Regions from separate parts of the Pan troglodytes genome. Here region 1 is linked to region 2. A link is a contact called in public HiChIP or PLAC-seq data. All regions are on one chromosome and are shown on one strand. The core of a region is the stretch at or near the end of the contact, and the rest is flanking DNA. Distances in the headings are between cores, read along the strand shown. Region 1 holds the start of DDX23 (DEAD-box helicase 23). Region 2 holds the start of DDN (dendrin).

The links. HiChIP or PLAC-seq counts read pairs in DNA pulled down with a chosen protein or histone mark.
Region 1: a contact with region 2 is called in an H3K4me3 HiChIP or PLAC-seq map of stem cell-derived excitatory neurons, with 4 times the contacts expected there. The contact joins the promoter of DDX23 here to the promoter of DDN in region 2. A contact is called at or near these places in 1 of 7 Hi-C or Micro-C datasets (stem cell-derived neural progenitor cells) and 1 of 1 datasets of contacts at active chromatin or transcription factors (stem cell-derived excitatory neurons).

Annotation. Positions count from the first base shown.
Region 1 is chr10:47,014,227-47,017,601 of NHGRI_mPanTro3-v2.0_pri, forward strand. It overlaps DDX23 (DEAD-box helicase 23), which reads left to right and starts at 1,402. Exons shown (of 17, transcript XM_509035.8): 1 at 1,402-1,562.
Region 2 is chr10:46,868,993-46,872,539 of NHGRI_mPanTro3-v2.0_pri, forward strand. DDN (dendrin) reads left to right here and starts at 1,465. Exons shown (of 2, transcript XM_003313727.7): 1 at 1,465-1,761; 2 at 2,174-3,547. The coding sequence starts at 1,553. It overlaps LOC107967523 (a long non-coding RNA gene), which reads right to left and starts at 2,283. Exons shown (of 2, transcript XR_001708000.4): 1 at 2,150-2,283.

The DNA of each region.
Region 1 (3,375 bases), core at 152-2,651, 150 kb after region 2:
CTGGGCCACAATCTCCTTACCAGTAAAATGGAGATAGCACTCATCTCATACTGCTATGAGAACTAAGTAAAACAAATAAGGTAGGTTAAGTGTCCAGCCCAGAGCTGAGCACTTAGAAGATTCTCAATAAAAAGTGGCTGCAGTTTTTGAAGATTCTGGCCTACCATGGTTGGTCTGATTCTTAGTTTAATCTGTGAATCTGTGAGTCGAGCGCCCTCTCGTGCTTTTGTGGTGAATTACACCTAACAGATCTCAGAGCTCTCTTCTTTCCCTTCCGTTCTCTCTGGAGTAGAAGCTGGGAGGTGAAAGGCTGCAGGTTCTAAGAGAAGTGTGTGTCTCCGAGGGTTACTTTGGGCCATTGTACGTGATGCTCAGGGCTTTAGGATTACTTGGGTCTATCCTGAGGCTCTGCTTGAGAGCTTGGGCATATTCAGAGAGAAAAGGCAGACCTACAGCCATGTGGAATTGAAGCAACAAACCTGCTGCTGGCAAAATGGGAAGGGAGGTCCGAGATACTTCTGGTTATCTAAACCGTTTCCGCAACTGCAATGTTTTGTTTTGTTTTGAGGGAAAGAGTTATGAACCCATAAGACCAAAGAGAAACACAAAGTGAACTTACGATTTGAGGTTAAAACAACAACAAACAACAACAACAACAACAACAGCAACAACAAAACTCAGTGGAAGACTGAAGTAGGGGAATCTGGGGGAAGAAAGAAGCAAAAATACCAAGATAGCTCAACAATTGGTCACATTCCAAAGGGCAAGAAATTGAGGAAACCAGGGTTCCATCTGGAATGTTGAGAAAACAGGTGCTAGAGCCCAGGAGATACCATCCTTCCGGGAGGACTTTAGAGCCCATTGTGTGGGCTCATTTGGAGCTGTAACAATAACTGGGGGTTGTTATGGCATTCACCCGGCTGCAGGGGCCAAGGTTGCTAAAACGTCCTCCTAAGCCTGGGATAGTTCCACACACAATGGAGAACTGCATCACCCTCCTTGTGAAGCTACTCCGGTAACCTAATCTTTAATTTGTCCAACTGTAAAATGGGGCTAGCCCCATTCTCACAGAATTGTTATAAAAACCGCTTTTCCACGAATGGTATTTATTGTTGTTACTGCGGTTGTTAGCTATAATTACGTACTATAGATATCTCAGGAAGCCCTTAAATTCCTCCACTGTAAGCCACGGGCAACGACAGTCATAGACTGTAGTTTCTAGGAAGACCAGCCGATTCCAAGAAGGGTGCTCGGCGGGAGAACCTAATGCCGAAAGCCTATTGGCGAAAAACTCTTCCTTCCCGGACGCTAACGTCTGGCAAACCACATTGCCCGGCAGACCCCGCAGCCTGGGGCCGGCGCTCAAGTCATGCATTCTGGGATTGGTAGTTTCCAGGCCTCAGTGTCGGCCTGTGTCGCCCAGCTCCAGGAACTCGCCTTCCCAGCTTGCCTCGCGGCCTGGGCGGGGGGGGGTGGGTGTTCATCTCCGCGACCAGGAAACGGGAAAGATGGCGACGGCTCCGCGACGTTGAGGCCGCGTTGGGCGGTTCAGACTCAGGGTGGTGAGTTCCGGGCGGTGGAGGCGGTTCCCACGAGCTTACAGAAAGGGCTAGAGTCAGGGCACGGCGGTGGCCCCTGCCTCCTGGACGAGGCGGGAAAGAACGCCTCAGAGAAGGGGCATGAACCCGGGAAGCTCGGGCGGGCTGGAGTGAAGGGGCGCGGGCCCCAGGGGTAGTGTTGGCTCCTCCGGGCACAGGCCACGTCCCTGCACGATATTTTCCTCCCAGGACTCTGCCTATGGGCACAGCGCCTCTGATACCCCCAGTCTGATCTTATTCTTTCATGCTTAAAGTAGCCTTTGGTGCAGCCAAACTGGAACTCTGGCTTTTCTCTCGCAGTCAGTCCATGTTTTCCCGCCTCTGCGCCGCCCGTATTATTTCTTTTGCCGGGAATGACTTCTTTTCCGCGTCCTTAATTACATATCTTAAAATTCTACTTAAAGGCTCAAGCGTCACTTCCTCTTCCAAGCCTTCCACATCACCTTTTACAAGTGAAAGGAAACGCCTTTGAACACCTGTATTACTACATCTGAGCCTTGATACTCTTCTTGGTATGTGTCTCATACCCCCTATTGTTCTTTTTTTTCTTTTGGTTTTTTTTTTTTTTTTTTTTTTTGAGACGGAGTCTCGCTCTGTCGCCTAGGCTGGAGTGCAATGGCACGATCTCGGCTCTCTGCAACCTCCGCCTCCCGGGTTCAAGCGATTCTCCTGTCTCAGCCTCCCGAGTAGCTGTGATTACAGGCGCACGCCGCCACGCCCGGCTAATTTTTTGTATTTTTAGTAGAGACGGGGTTTCACCGTGTTCCCCAGGCTGGTCTCGAACTCCTGAGCTCAGGCAACCCACCTGCCTCGGCCTCTTAAAGTGTTAGGATTACATGCGTGAGCCACCGCGTCCGACCTCATAACCCTGTTGTTCTAAACACTTCCTGTGAACAGAATTTATTTTTGTAACTCATATAGCACCTAGCACTGTGCCTTGCGTACAGTAGATGCTTGTTAAATACGTCATTGAATGAAAAAAAAGAATGTGCCCCTGCCCTGCAAGAACTGAGGACCTGAAGATCTGGAGGTTTGAGAGGAAGGCCGCTGGGAAGCATGGCCAGAGTCAGCCTGGTTATTTTGCCCTTGTGATAATAGAACCTGTAATAAAAGTTGCCTGTATTTACTGTCTTCTCTCATTTTTCATTCTCTTCCAAACTCATTCCACTCAGGCTTCCATTCCGGCAATGCCACTGAAACAGCTCTTGTCAAGGTCACCAATAATCTCCATTTTTTCAAATTCAGTGGTTACTTACCTGTCCCTTATTCCCTCTCCACTTCGGTGGTACTTGACACAGTTGACCCCTCCCTCCTTGAAACATATTTTTGGCTTCTTCGTTGCTATGCTTTTCTTTGTCTTTTCTCACTGGCTGCTAGTTCTTTTCAGTCTTTTTCTCTGATTCATCCCGTGGCTAACTCCTGTTAAAGTGTTCCAGAGCTCAATTCTGGAGCTTCTTCTCTATTTTTTTCTTTCACTATGCTGCCTACTTAGGTAATATCATTTAGTGTCCCATGGCTTTAAAAGCTATCTGTGTATTGGTGACTCAAGTTTTTGTCTACAGACCCTCTCCCCTAAGTTCAGATTTGCATTTCTCTTTGCCTTCTGGGAATCTCCACAGATATTCTCACACTCAACCTGGCCAAAATGAAACGTTTGATTTCCTCTTAAATCTGTTCGTTCCCTAGCCTTCTCCAGTTTGTTTGCTATGGCACCACAAACTATTAGGTTGCTGAAACTATAAATTTAGGAGCTATCTTTGTGTCTGCTCTTTCTGCT
Region 2 (3,547 bases), core at 215-2,714:
AGGGCTCCATGTACATTAGCGGAAAACTAATTGGGAACTCTTGCTTCTCCCATTTCCCTCTAAAACCCAACCTATCCGTCTCAGTGTGAGGACGAAGCTGAGGGAGAGACAAGGGATGAAATTTGGGAGACTCACAAGCTTCTATTCTTACTATTCCTCTCCAGAGAGGCAAATTATCCCTTCTTCCCGAGGAACCATGCCCCACACACTCTCTTTCCCCTCTCTCTGCACTGCTCCCCTCCACTGAAGCTGCTGCCATGGTTGCCAGGCATGGTTGCTAAGTCTCTGCATGGAAGGGTTGGCGTGGGCTGTGCTGCCACTAACATTACCATGGTGAATCAGGGGACACCTGGTATAAGCTTAGGAGGAGGGATCATGTGGATATAAGCAACAGCCCCCCAGGACAGAGGCAGCCCAAAAGGTGAGCATCTGGAGCACCACTTAAGGTGGGGGCTGAGTGAACTAGGCATTGTGGTGGTGGTGAGGGGGAGTTCTACATTGAAAAAAATAAAGGCCACTTTTATCATTTCAGTTGCTAGGGGATTAGTTTTGCCAAGCAAACACATCATTTCTCCTCCATCCCCCTCTGGAAGGGTGAGAGTGCATAAGCACTTACTCTGTCCTCCATAAAGCTGGGCAGGCTGTGTGGGCACAGAACAATATAACCCCCAAATCCTGGCTTCTGGATTGGAGGTGAAAGCCTGCTGCTGTGGGAGGGCTCCCTGGCTGCCCAAGGACAAACATGTAGAATGGAACTGGTAGGGCAGCTTGGGTGGCCAAGGCAGACGCCTGTGTCCTGCTGTACCAGCAGTCCTAGGTTGCAGCACTGAGCTGACAAGGAGATACGGGTGTAGGGGTCACCCTTTTTGAGCTTAGGGAAGGCAGCTCTCCCTCAGAGTCGCACAAAAGCTTGGTAAAAGCCACCGCCTCCTCTCTCCACCGCATGGGAGCTGGTTACTCATCTCATCTCTGCACCCGAACAGCCACTGCCGCTAAAAATAGCCCCCCAGCCGTGGGCCAGCCCCTCCTGCACCCCAGCCCCATGGAAACCAGCAGAGTGGCAGGCAGAGACCTTGAGTTCCAATCTCATCACTCTATGTTGGGGAAACTGAAATCTGAGGCAGGAAGCCAGGGGCAGAACCCTGGTGGTCAGGCAACCTGACAAGCAGGAGAGTAAAGGGTTAAAACGGCAGGAAGGTTGAAGAAATAGGGGCGGGGGAGGGGGCACTGTCAGCTTGGCAAGAATCATAAGTCCCTCCCCCGCCCACTCGTGCGATCCCATCAGGCTTGGGGGACAACAGCAGTGGGAAGGGGCGTCCAATCCCGGGCCCCAGGGGGCGGCCGTGCACATGGGGGAGGTAGCAGCGCGGAGCAGTCCGCGCGGTGTCACATGCGCGCGCACACACAGAGACAGGCACACACACGTGTGCCCGGGTATATATAGTTCCCAGTCCCCGGGCCCGCGGCTCTGCAGTGGGCGCCGGCTCCCTGGGCTGGGAGGGGGCTCCTGGGGCGGGTGGGAGGGTGGGGGGCCGGGGTGGGGTGGGGCAGGATGCTGGATGGCCCACTGTTCTCCGAGGGGCCTGACAGCCCCCGGGAGCTCCAGGATGAGGAGTCTGGCAGCTGCCTCTGGGTGCAGAAGTCCAAGCTATTGGTGATAGAAGTGAAGACTATTTCCTGTCATTATAGTCGCCGCGCCCCTTCTCGACAGCCCATGGACTTCCAGGCCAGCCACTGGGCTCGCGGGTTCCAGAACCGCACGTGAGTGAAGCAGGGGTGAGGGGAAGAGAGTGGTGGGGCGGGGAGTGGGGTCCGGACCTCCCCGCAGGCACCAGCGAGCACTGCTGGTCCCCCTTCTCTTTCCCACGTCTTCCACCCCTGCCCGCTCCCGAGGGCTGGGGCCTGACTCATCCCGTTGTTTGGGGGAACAGAAGTGGGTGTGAGAAAGGGCAGGAGGTGAGATGGGGCAGACGCTGTTAAAGTGTGCATGGAGAGATGGCGAGGAGTCCCGCTTCGACTTCAGTCCTAACATATACGCACGTGCACACGCGCACACACTCACACACACCCCTTCACATGGCTGCCCCAAGTGGTCTCCAGTGCTCCCAGCTCCCCGGACCTCGGCTCCCTTCCCCCACAAACTGCTCACCTGGGTTCCTGCTCATTGTCCCAGGTGTGGGCCGCGCCCGGGATCCCCACAGCCGCCGCCCCGCCGGCCCTGGGCCTCCAGGGTGCTGCAGGAGGCGACCAACTGGCGGGCGGGGCCCCTGGCCGAGGTCCGAGCTCGGGAGCAAGAGAAAAGGAAAGCGGCGTCGCAGGAGCGGGAGGCCAAGGAGACCGAGCGAAAAAGGCGCAAGGCTGGTGGGGCCCGACGGAGCCCCCCGGGTCGGCCCCGCCCGGAGCCCCGCAACGCCCCTCGGGTGGCCCAGCTGGCAGGGCTCCCTGCTCCCTTGCGGCCGGAGCGCCTGGCGCCTGTGGGGCGAGCGCCCCGTCCATCCGCGCAGCCGCAGAGCGACCCAGGGTCGGCGTGGGCGGGGCCCTGGGGAGGTCGGCGGCCCGGGCCCCCAAGCTACGAGGCTCACCTGCTGCTGAGAGGTTCTGCCGGGACGGCCCCACGACGCCGCTGGGACCGGCCGCCACCCTATGTGGCTCCACCTTCTTACGAAGGCCCCCATAGGACCTTGGGGACTAAGAGAGGCCCCGGGAACTCCCAGGTGCCCGCTTCATCAGCCCCAGCTGCGACTCCAGCCAGGACAGAGGGAGGGCGCACAAAGAAGAGGCTGGATCCTCGGATCTACCGGGACGTCCTCGGGGCTTGGGGTCTCCGACAGGGGCAAGGTCTCTTGGGGGGATCCCCAGGCTGTGGAGCGGCCAGAGCAAGGCCAGAGCCCGGCAAGGGGGTCGTGGAGAAAAGCCTGGGGCTGGCTGCTGCTGACCTGAACAGTGGTAGCGACAGCCATCCCCAAGCCAAAGCTACAGGGAGCGCAGGCACCGAGATAGCTCCTGCGGGGTCTGCAACTGCGGCTCCCTGTGCCCCGCGTCCCGCTCCCAGATCCAGGCACCACCTCACGGGCTCGAGGGAAGGGAAAGAAGGAAGAGAACAGATCTGGTTTCCCAAATGCTGGATTCCCTCCCCTAAAAAGCAGCCGCCCCGCCATAGCCAGACACTCCCCAGACCCTGGGCTCCCGGAGGCACCGGATGGAGAGAATCTCTGGGTCTTGGAGAGGGGGCAGGACCGGAGACCCTGGAGGGTTGGAAGGCGACCCGCCGTGCCCACACCTTGCCCCGCAGTTCCCAGGGCCTGTCCCGTGGGGAAGGCGTCTTTGTCATTGACGCCACGTGCGTAGTGATACGATCCCAATATGTTCCAACCCCCCGAACCCAGCAGGTGCAGCTTTTGCCCTCTGGGGTGACACGCGTGGTGGGGGATTCCCCCAGCCAATCGAAGCCCGGCAAGGAGGAGGGTGAAGGGGCCACGGTCTTTCCTTCCCCTTGCCAAAAGCGGCTGTCGAGCAGTCGCCTTTTACACCAGCCCGGCGGGGGCCG